2 separate regions of the Zea mays genome follow, and region 2 is linked to region 1. The links are chromatin contacts, called in public Hi-C maps. All regions are on one chromosome and are shown on one strand. The core of a region is the stretch at or near the end of the contact, and the rest is flanking DNA. Distances in the headings are between cores, read along the strand shown. Region 1 holds the start of LOC100272591 (putative disease resistance protein). Region 2 holds the start of LOC100279201 (Cytoplasmic tRNA 2-thiolation protein 2).

What was found. Hi-C and Micro-C count contacts between places; a contact is called where the count stands out from the background.
Region 2: a Hi-C map of tassel shows a contact between it and region 1, with 3 times the contacts expected there. The contact joins the promoter of LOC100279201 here to the promoter of LOC100272591 in region 1. A contact is called at or near these places in 2 of 25 Hi-C or Micro-C datasets (leaf and tassel) and 1 of 3 datasets of contacts at active chromatin or transcription factors (leaf).

The regions. Positions count from the first base shown.
Region 1 is chr3:114,684,516-114,689,653 of Zm-B73-REFERENCE-NAM-5.0, reverse strand. LOC100272591 (putative disease resistance protein) reads right to left here and starts at 2,074. Exons shown (of 4, transcript NM_001359661.1): 1 at 1,145-2,074; 2 at 1-306. The coding sequence starts at 1,925.
Region 2 is chr3:114,960,538-114,965,675 of Zm-B73-REFERENCE-NAM-5.0, reverse strand. It overlaps LOC100279201 (Cytoplasmic tRNA 2-thiolation protein 2), which reads left to right and starts at 2,801. Exons shown (of 7, transcript NM_001152225.1): 1 at 2,801-3,139. The coding sequence starts at 2,841. It overlaps LOC103650438, which reads right to left and starts at 1,763. Exons shown (of 3, transcript XM_020550868.3): 1 at 1,322-1,763; 2 at 685-1,200; 3 at 322-589. The coding sequence starts at 1,681. The coding sequence ends at 509.

The DNA of each region.
Region 1 (5,138 bases), core at 825-3,324:
CTAGCAACTGCATTTCGTATGTCTGTTTTACCAGTGTGGGGAACTTGAACCTCGATACAACTAGAGTCTTGCACCCAGGGAACCTGAAGGTGAGCTCCTCGAGCTGTGGGAGAGACCAAACGTCGTCAAGGATCACAAGGACAGGCCCTCGGTCTCTTGGTCCTAACTTGAGCTGCCATTCTGGGATCTGGTTGTATGCACCGAGCACCATGTTGCCGCTGATCTGCTCCCACAGCTTCATCTTGATGGCCTCCAAGTTTGCGGATTGTGAGATCGTCTCAAAGAAGATCCTATCATTGAAGTAGGCTGTAGAAAGAAAGAAACTACGTCACAATCAGAATCACAAAGACAATCATGAAGGAGGGAAAAAGCTTGCAAAAAGGGATCAGATCACAAAGACAATCATGAAGCTAGACTGAACTAAGATTTGGGATAGCAAGTCACTTCGAATCGACCAGTAGATGCTGTTGTGGTAATTGAATTTAAGTTTACTATGATCTTTTATTTTTTGTGGCAAGCAGAGACGACGGAGCTATGAACACAAGCTGCTGAATTTAGCTATCTTAACTACTGCTAAACCAACGTCACCGATCCCAATTCCTTGCACTAGCAGAAGACAATAAATTGGCATAGCTCCAGATCTTCTTTTTCCCCCCCGAAGAAGCAGGTTACTTGGATAGTTGGATCTGAATTGGGTTCATTCTTTGTGAAATAGATTTAGTTAGTCTCATGTGCCGTTCATTAAACAGGTATCTATCTTGATTTAAGATTAAGCAGCCACTAGGCAACCATGAACACGATAAAGTTACTCAAGTCCAAGCAGAATTTCAGAGTAGATGTTGTGGTACACTTATAGTTGTGAGAATTCAGAAGTAATCTAACCCCATCACAATAGTACAGTTGCCACTAGCTGGTCAAAGCGCCAAATTTGACCAAGCATGAGGTTTGGGGAAAAGCGAAAGCATCAACCTCGCTTCACCTAATTGCACGACACGCACGTAAACCAACCATCCAAGATGCCACGGCCACGCCCCCAATCTGGAGAATTTTCCACCCAATAATTCATGGAAAGCTACAATTTTTGCACGATTTGGAAAAGGACTGAAGGAAAAGATGGTTATGATCTGGTTCTTGTTCTCCTTACCTCGGACCTTATGATCCCTGAAGATCTCCATGGCGAGCGTGGTCTTGCCGCTGCCGCCCATGCCGGAGATACCGACCACCTCCCAGCCGCCGCCGCCGCCGCTCATAACCATCTCCTTCACCTTTTCCTTGGCCACCTTAACGCCGGCGCCAACCATCCCCTCGTTTTCGTGTCCCTCGGTGAGGTCCATGTCCATGGCCACCACCCCGGCTTTGGCGGGCACCGCCTGCACAGGAACCGGCATCGGCATCGGCATAGCCATGCCCTTGTGAGTTGGCACCTCCATCGGCATGGTCACGCCCTTGTGCGGCGCGACGGGGACGGAGAGGGCTGGGGGCGGCGGCTGCGCGGCGCTGGCGGCGATCTCGTCAACGCGGCGCTCGAGGCGGGCGATGCGCGCGTGGGACTCGTCGCGGAGACCGCGCACGTTGCCGATGACGTGCGCGGGGGCGTGGCGCTCCAGCCAGCGCGCGATGCCGCGGTCGGCCGCCTCCATCCGGCGCGACAGCTGCGCGGAGCGGTAGACGTTCCAGCGCGGGGACGTGGCGGCGCGGCGGGCCAGGTCGAGCGCCTCCCTGACCCGCGCCGCGAGCTCGCCGAGGTCCCCCGCGGAGCGCTGGGCGTGCGGGCCGAGGCCCTGCACGAGCGGCAACAGCGGCTCGACGCTCCGGCGCAGGCGCTCGGCAGTGGAGCGGCAGAACAGGGTGCCCTGGACGGCGTGCAGCAGCTCCCGCAGGGCCTCGCCAGCCAGCTGGTCGAGCAGCAGCCGGTCCAACTCCATGGTCGCCGCAGCCGCAGCTAGTAGCTCGGACCGAGCTCCTCGTCGCCTTCCTCTATCTCTATCGCTCCTGCTGCTTGCGCGTGCTCGGCGGAGTTGTTCAGCTGGGTGAGTGAGCGGTCGCCATCGGCGTGGTGGAGGCAGCCGTCGCGTGTGGTCTCGCGAGGCGGGGAGTGGAAAGGAGACTAGTTATAGGGAGGCGGGAGAGTGGGAGACGGGGGGTTGGGGGTCAACCGCCGCGGTGATGGGTCGCCGGTCAGTGGTGCTCAGATCTGAGGGGCTCTCGGTTCACTGACACCGGTGGCCTGGCCCAACCCGCCGTGTCCACACCGCTAGTGGTCACCGAGATGATCACCCCATTCATCACCAGAAAGAAATCTCAGTTAACCAGTAGACCTGAGGTAGCTTGGTTTACTTTACTTAACAAAGGGCCTATACATGTCAAACGGCATTTATTAAATTGCATAGTACACTTTGGCTGTCATTCCTCTCTCGTCTCTCACATGCATGTTGAGTTTGTCAGAGATGTCAGATGTGGATCCGATCCGAGTCTTGTTTGCTTAATGACTCGTGGAGAGTACATTTGACACTTGACAGCCAAATAGAAAGTCTTCGTAGGGCAGGATATACATATAGCCGCTAGTACAAGGTGATATCTGTAGGATTACATTGCTAGTGGCCACCTTGTTAGTTAGGTTCTATTTGGAAATCCCTAAAGTTAATAGTTAGTCAACTAATAAATTATTAGCTGGGTTGAGTCAGCTAATGAACTAATTGTTAGTTAAAAGGTAGCTAACAATTAGCTACGTTATTAACTGAAGGTGTTTAGAATCCAACAACTAATTTTTAGTAGCTAACTATTGGCTCTAGATGTTTCGAACATGGCCTTAACCACCAAATATGGCCTTAGCCACCCAACCTTGCATCTTGCTCACCATTAGGTTGACCATCCATAATGAAAATTGCTACTGACACCAGCACTTGTAAGATTAAATCATCATAGTTTGTATACTTCGTATTTAAAAGGCAATGACATTCAAGTTTTGTGTAAGTCTATATAAAAATACATGTATCTATATTACCAAATAAATATTATTAGATTATCACTAACAGATTTTTGAAGTACTATATTTGACATAAAAATGTTCCTAGCCCACCCACCCTTGGGCAATGCCCACCCCGTCATCACCAACTCCTACACACGATATGTTTCATGTTGCTGAGCCACTCATTCATTGGGCCTGCACCTACCTCTTCTTCTAACCCTAGCCGACGAAGTCGACACTCCACCACGCCAACGTCACCTCTCCCATCAACATAATGGCAAGGTCGACATCTAACGCCACGTGTAGTGCCCTTACCAGCACCTCTTCCGAATCGGATCTCATGTTGTCGTTCAACATTCTTTTGTACGCTTCCATCATCATGAAGCCCTAGGTGCCAATCACCCTTGAGTTGAAGTGCCCTAGCTTTACTCGCTAGTCGGCCTTCTTCCCATCTTGTGCAGCAAATTTGACCTTCATCCACATGTTGATGGCACAACGACGACACATCTCGAGGACTCAGCTTAGGTTGTCGCCGACTCTTGCGTCTGCTACTGGCTCCTCATCTCTATCGCATGCGACATTCTCTGCGTCATCCTAGAGCCACCAAACAACCCCTTGCTCTGGACTGCCATCAAGTACCTCTACTTGACAAACAAGACTCCCTATGCAATCTTCCTTAGTCACAAGGTGCACTCCATGACTCAGGGTGACCTCCCCATCGATGAGTACTGCTAGAAAAAGGCTACCACTGATGCACCCAGTGATGTCGACCACACCGTCCTTGACTCACAACTTGTCATCAACATACTACGCGGCTATAACCTAGGGTTCTTTAGCATCACCAACAACATTGCCGACATTGATCTGCTGCCTGACTTCTCCATGACTTTTTAGTAACTAGTTCTCAAGGAACCTCACCTCGCCAACGATGGTAAGGTCGCCTCCTAGAATGTCATATATTTAGACTTGCCCTCTTGCAGCATGGTGTCACGTGACCTCCTTTGGCCTAAGTGCCCACAACCAGGGCGATGGTGATGGGGCAAGGGTTCCCGCTCATCCATTAGGTTCACAATACTATCAATTTTTTAGAGATTCTACACACCGATCCGACTTCAGATCACAAAGACCCAAACCCTGCAACCTTAGCACCACTTCTCATCTAGTTATCAATAGTGTCACAATCCAGCTGACCTTGCTAAGAAGGCTAATCTCAGCGTGCGAATCGAAGAACACAGTAGATGCAAACTGAAATTGCGAATAGAAAGGATTAAGCACTCAAGTTGGGGTTCCACAAATCGACGTGGCGACAAAACTGTTTACAACAAAATAATCTAAGCAAAACCCCCTTAATCTAATAGATATTACTTAATATATACACCATAAAGATGGCTAAGTCAGTGGGCAAGGGGGTGGTTGAGAAACCCTAGTGTGTACAAGTCCTTCGGGCCCAAAAATAGGTGTCACTGATTTCTAGCAGATTCTGAAAGTCAGCTTGTTACGACGATCCCGTCAACTTTGAGCGTATTTTAACATGGGAATAGTTGGGTTGGAAAGCTTATCTTCTTAGCTTTCGTTCCAACAACATCTAGAATGTCCAAAATGGAGTTCGTATGGGGCTCGGGCGTCCGTTTTCATGAGGCCCACTCCTGCAAGCCGGACTGTACTCGTGAATAAATTGGACTTTGACTCCACTTTGGCTTGGGACTCAATCATTGATTGTGCCTCGATCATATAGTTGGTGTGCATGTTCTCATCATGCTCCCCTTCTTGGTTTTGAGTCGTCCTCAACTCAAAGTTGTTGGTGCTTATGGAAGTAGTTGTTGTAGTTCTTGACATTGTCCTACCTTGTCCCCCTTCTTGAAATTGACCTTGTTGTTGCAAAACATACAAGCAGGACAAGTGGAACTCGACGTGATATGGTTAGTTTTAACACAACCCTCTAATTGATCATATTGTTTAATGATAAAAGGGGATTTTCGATATGAACAAATATATACTCGATGTACCATATATTCTTCTTTACAATTATATCTTCTAATAAAATGATATGTATGTTTAGATATCTATGGCAAATCAAAACTAAAAGAAAGTTTCTCCTCTAAATTATTTAGATTACATAGAACATCAAATTAAATATAACCCAAAGTATTTAAAGAAGATAACAATTCTA
Region 2 (5,138 bases), core at 1,552-4,051, 280 kb before region 1:
TACTCTCACACTGTACATAACAAACGCACTCTGTAGTTTTTTATAAAAAAATTCTATAAAAAACTTACTTATTCCCTCCTTAATAATTCTCAAGTTACAAGAATGTCTGCTTAAACATGAAAAATGGTTGATGCTGCAGCTCATACAAGAACAAGACGGGCAGTAGATGGGGATGGAGACTGTCTGCCTAGCCAAATGCTTCATCACTCCCATATAGATATGGTGGAGACTGGAGTGGAGAGGAGCGAAGTACGCCATGGAACACATAGTCAACATACAAGATCCCCAATGCAAAGCCGAGTTTCTGGCTGTCATTCAAACGCAGACAGTGGACCATCAAAGTATAAAGAACTCAGTTCTTTCTTTCTTTTGTATACGAACTCATATCTTTCACATCCGGTTTTGACCTTATTTTTTATTAATAAATCCGGTTTTTTGAGGTTTGCCATTGAGATGTTTACAAGGAGCTTTGTTACCACTAAGGCTCTGTTTGGTTTCATCTTACAAATTAGGAGGATGAGAAGTTAAATTGTATGTCTGTCTTCCCCCCGTCATGATCAAGCTGTTTTAGGATGTAGCAGTAATTCATCTGGACAAGAGGAGAAAATCGTGTTAAACTAAACATCAGCTTTAACAGAAAGAAAAGAAGAAAAAAAGCAACGAAGAATGCAAAGGGGGTAAAACCTCTACGCGGAACAGTCTGGTCGGCACAACTATGCCCCATCCTGCACAACTTCTGAATGTCTGCAGGAATTCAGTGGCAGGGAACTTCCGCAGATCACACTCCGTTAATCTACCAAGATTTCCAGCACAGACAAAAGCATGACCATGGATTCCCAGCTCCCTGAGTGGCTTCAGAGGCAGATCAAATGACAGGTCGGCGAAGGCTGTCACCGCTACTTCACCTCCAAGACCATTTAGCTTAGAGGAAGGGGAAGTGCCATTGCCAGGAGTGTTGGGGTCATGTGTTCTGGACTCTGTTGCTGCCCGTAGCCCTCTTGTTTTGAAGCCTAATAGTGAAGATGGTCCACCCAAGTGGCACACAAGAGGCATATTACCACCCAAGTTAAATCTTTCTACAAGTGGTGAGACAGATCCTGCAGATCCCCTTTCCAATGGATGGATGACTCCCGCAGCCACTCCGGCGTTGAGAGCACCATTCAGCACACCCAGAGGCAAAGCCATTCGAAGATCAAATTCCTGATATACAATCAAGAAAATAGTAATTACCTTTCAGTTCAAATCAGTTGAAAGGTGTATTATGTAAACCCAGTTTTCAAGCAGTGCAAAGGATGGAGCACAAAAGAAAATTGAGATATACCTGCCTAAGAAAACGTGAATATTTGCTCTCTGGTGCAAGCCCTCCAACTTGAGAAGTCGACATAAAAGCATATCCGCGTGCAGGTCTTATGCTTGAGTCCCTTCGGTCAACCTTGTACGCGTACTTAATAGAGGACAAAAGGTTATGTCCTAATTCCTCTTGTGCAGAATTGGATGGCATGCGTGTTGGATCAGTTAATTTTCTCCATGCCAAATTGTAAGTAATGTTGTGGTTCATGGTGGAGAGCAAGTCGACAGAAACGCCCATCAGGTGTTCTTTGAGTGAGGACTTTAACCAGTCGTCAGACACAAACGATATTCTAGCCATCAGGGGAGTTGGTATTGCTCCGATCCTAGGCATTTGGACTCCGACACTTAGTTCTGTTGTCTTATCTAATTCAAGAGCGCCTGATGCATCCCAGGTCTCAGAGTATCCAAATAGGTTCTTCAACTTTACTGAACCTTCAAGTGAGCATGATCTACTCTGCAAAAGGTTCACATGAAGAAAATTGGTGAGACTTGAGAAAGTGAATTTAGGAACAAGCTGAAGTCATGCATATGATATAGTGCCACTAATCACCATTTATCGTAATAAACCTGAGCAGGGATAAACCATATGCACAAATCCAAAGTTAAACACCTTTAAGTGATGGAGATACCCTTGAGTGATTTTCATCCAAGCTATACAGCAGAGTGTGTATGGTTTTGGAACAGGAAAATATGACAGGACATGGAAAAAAGTCTTGCAATGATACTGCAATGCTGAACCAGAAAAGGCAGGAAATTAATCGATTTTACTCCAGAACCAGAGCAGTAGCAATCAGGAACCAAAAAACCACAAATCCGTTCCATAGTGCACCTGAAAATAGCACAATTAACTCGCAATTATAATGTAAGAACTACATATTCTATCATTTCCCCTAAACAAACCACATTATGCAAATAGATACAACTCAATGCTTCATGCAAACATACAACAAAGACTTATCAATATCTCTACAAAGAAATAGATTAGTGTACGATTGTCGATATATTGTTTGTTTTCATGTAATTGTTGTGCACTCGCGTTTTATTACTAATTTGTGAGTCGTCGCAACGTACAGACACCTAACTATCATATATATAGGTCTGCATGATATTGATGGTTGCAATGTAGTGATGAAACATGTAGATTAAAATAACAAAGTTTATATGTATAGCCAAGATCACCAATGGATTAAAAAATATTTTCTCATAAAAATATAACACATTTATATATAAGTTATCATGATAGTTATATGTTTCCGAGGCACTAACCTAGTAATAATTGACGAAAACAACACGTGTCTATCATCTTGGGCTTAGTTCGGCCTTATTTGGGCAGCCCAGCTCCAGATGGGCCCAAAACGAAGGCCGACAACCGTTCCGCACACGCACCGACGCACGTGAGGCGAGAAGCCGAGAATCAAGGAATCCCAAATTCCCAATTCCCAAACCCCTAGTAGACCCACGTCTCCGGTCCCCCTCTCCTCGCGCCCGCCATGGCAGCCTGCGGCGGCGCCGGCTGCGGGCCGCAGTGCTCCTCGTCCTCCTCCGCGGGCGGCCAGGAGGATGCTCTGGTGGAGAGCATGGGACGCCTTTCGACCGCCTCCGCCGCCGCCGCGTGCGGCAAGTGCGACGGCGGCGGCGCGGCCGTCGCGGTGGCCGGCGGCGTCGGCATGTGCGCCGGCTGCTTCCGGGCTCACCTCTTCGGCAAGTTCAAGCTCTCCGTCACGAGCAACGCCATGGTGCGCCCCACAGACGCCGTCCTCCTCGCCTTCTCCGGCGGTCCCGCCTCCAGGTTCCCCCACTTCTCCCTGTTCCTTCCCCCAGTTCTCTCTACCGGGTAATTTGCGAAAAACCGTGCACGGTGACGAGAGATCAATACACAGCACCTCGCAAAAAAGAAAATGATCATCAATGCACATGCCCATCATATATATACTAGTAACTGCTGCGCGCACCTGCGCGCTGCCGCCATGGTGCTAAATTCACATTTTATCATTTGTATTAGGATATGTATAAGTATAAAAGTTTAATTTTTGAATAAATTTTAGTCTCTATATTCAGAGTTCATGTTCGTCTTGGAGTCTGGACAACATACAGTGGCTTGATTATAGAATAGTGTTTTACCAGAGGAAATATCAAATTGGAAAATGTATTATATAGTTGGTGGTTTATAGAAAGAGATCCGAACAAAATTGTGTACATTGAGGCACCGTTTGGTTTGGGGTGACTAAAGTTTAGTGACCGAAGTTTAGTTACTTTTAGTCCCTAAAGAAGTAAACATGGTGACTAAAATGGGGTGACTTACTTCTTTAGTCGCCAAGGGGGTGACTAAAAGGGACTAAAGTAGGATTTTTATCTTATTTGCCCTCTCCACTAACTTCCTGCAGCAAACATTCACTAATTAATAGGGGTAATACAGTCATTATTCACAACAATTAATGCTCTTTAGTCCGGTTTAGTCACCGGAACCAAACGGGTTGCTTTAGCGACTAAACTTTAGTCTAGTGACTAAAGGAACCAAACAGGGCCTGAAAAAAACACAAAGAACCAAACTGCATTAGCAATGCTGTGGAACCAACAATTTTACTACTATCCTTTCGAGTAGAGATTAAACTTGGCTTACTTGCCCTTGCGAATTGCTTGGTATGCACATTGATTTTGAAAACATTCAAGATCTAAGCCACCACGAATATCAATGACATAGTAAGTTTAAGGCTGTGACAAAAGAACATTTGAAAAATTAACTATTACTCCCTCCGTTTCGTTTTAGTTGTCGCTGGATAGTGCAAAATTGAACTATCCAGCGACAACTAAAAAGAAACGGAGGGAGTACTCTATTACCATGTACTGCAACATGATTTCGTCCATAGGCATTTCAACAAACACATGGTGTGTATACTATGAGATAAGCCAAAAACAAAACAGATATGGGGAAGACTGATAGAGAGAGATTACTGTGCACCTCTATCGTCACAACAGCAGTTTAAAACAGATAGAAAATATAATCAAGTTTTCTGTCATAATCAAATAGAACAATGGAAGTCAATATTCAAGTGAGTAGTCTCCCATCAGCTTGGCTTAAGCCCAGCAAGCGTACGATTAGCGACGCAGTGAACTCACATGCTCAGCAAGGTTGTGGCTGTCAGTGGCCTGAACCCGTCTGACCCGCACGTCACATAAGCCAGCTTCCCGTCGTCGGCATCGCCGCCCGTGAGCTTCTCCTTCACTATTCTCCTTCGCTATCTTTCCCCTTTTCACCGCCTTCCCCTGTGTCCACGGATCAGAACCAAGCACTAGCGAGGCATAGCGAGGTCCGAAGGAGCGCCTGGAGATGCAGAAAATACATGCGATGTAGAGGGCGATGCGACGGCCCTGGCACGACGCGAGCAGAGGAGAAAGTCAACCGACCCGGGCGAGAACACGAGGGTGATGCTCTCTTGGTAGGCGGAGGCGGGTGCCATGCGGGACTAGAAGCTGGAGGTGGAGCGGGGCGAGGCTTTGCTGTTTATGTCGTGGCGTAGCTGGTGCAAGCGCACAACGAAGTCACGCGGGCATGACGCACGGCTAGATGGCGGTGTGCACCGACGACGCAGAGCGGCGTCTGAGGCGGGGTGAGGACGGGAGAAGGAAGGAACTCCTACCGGAGTGCGTCGTGACATCACTGCTCGGAGGCAAAGGAACGACAGCAGAGGGGCCCAGAAGGAAGGGGGAGTACATCGCGAGCAAAGGTGCATTTTTTTTGGGGGGGACGAGGGAGGTGGGGAGCTCCTGCCCGCGTTCATTTGACGCAG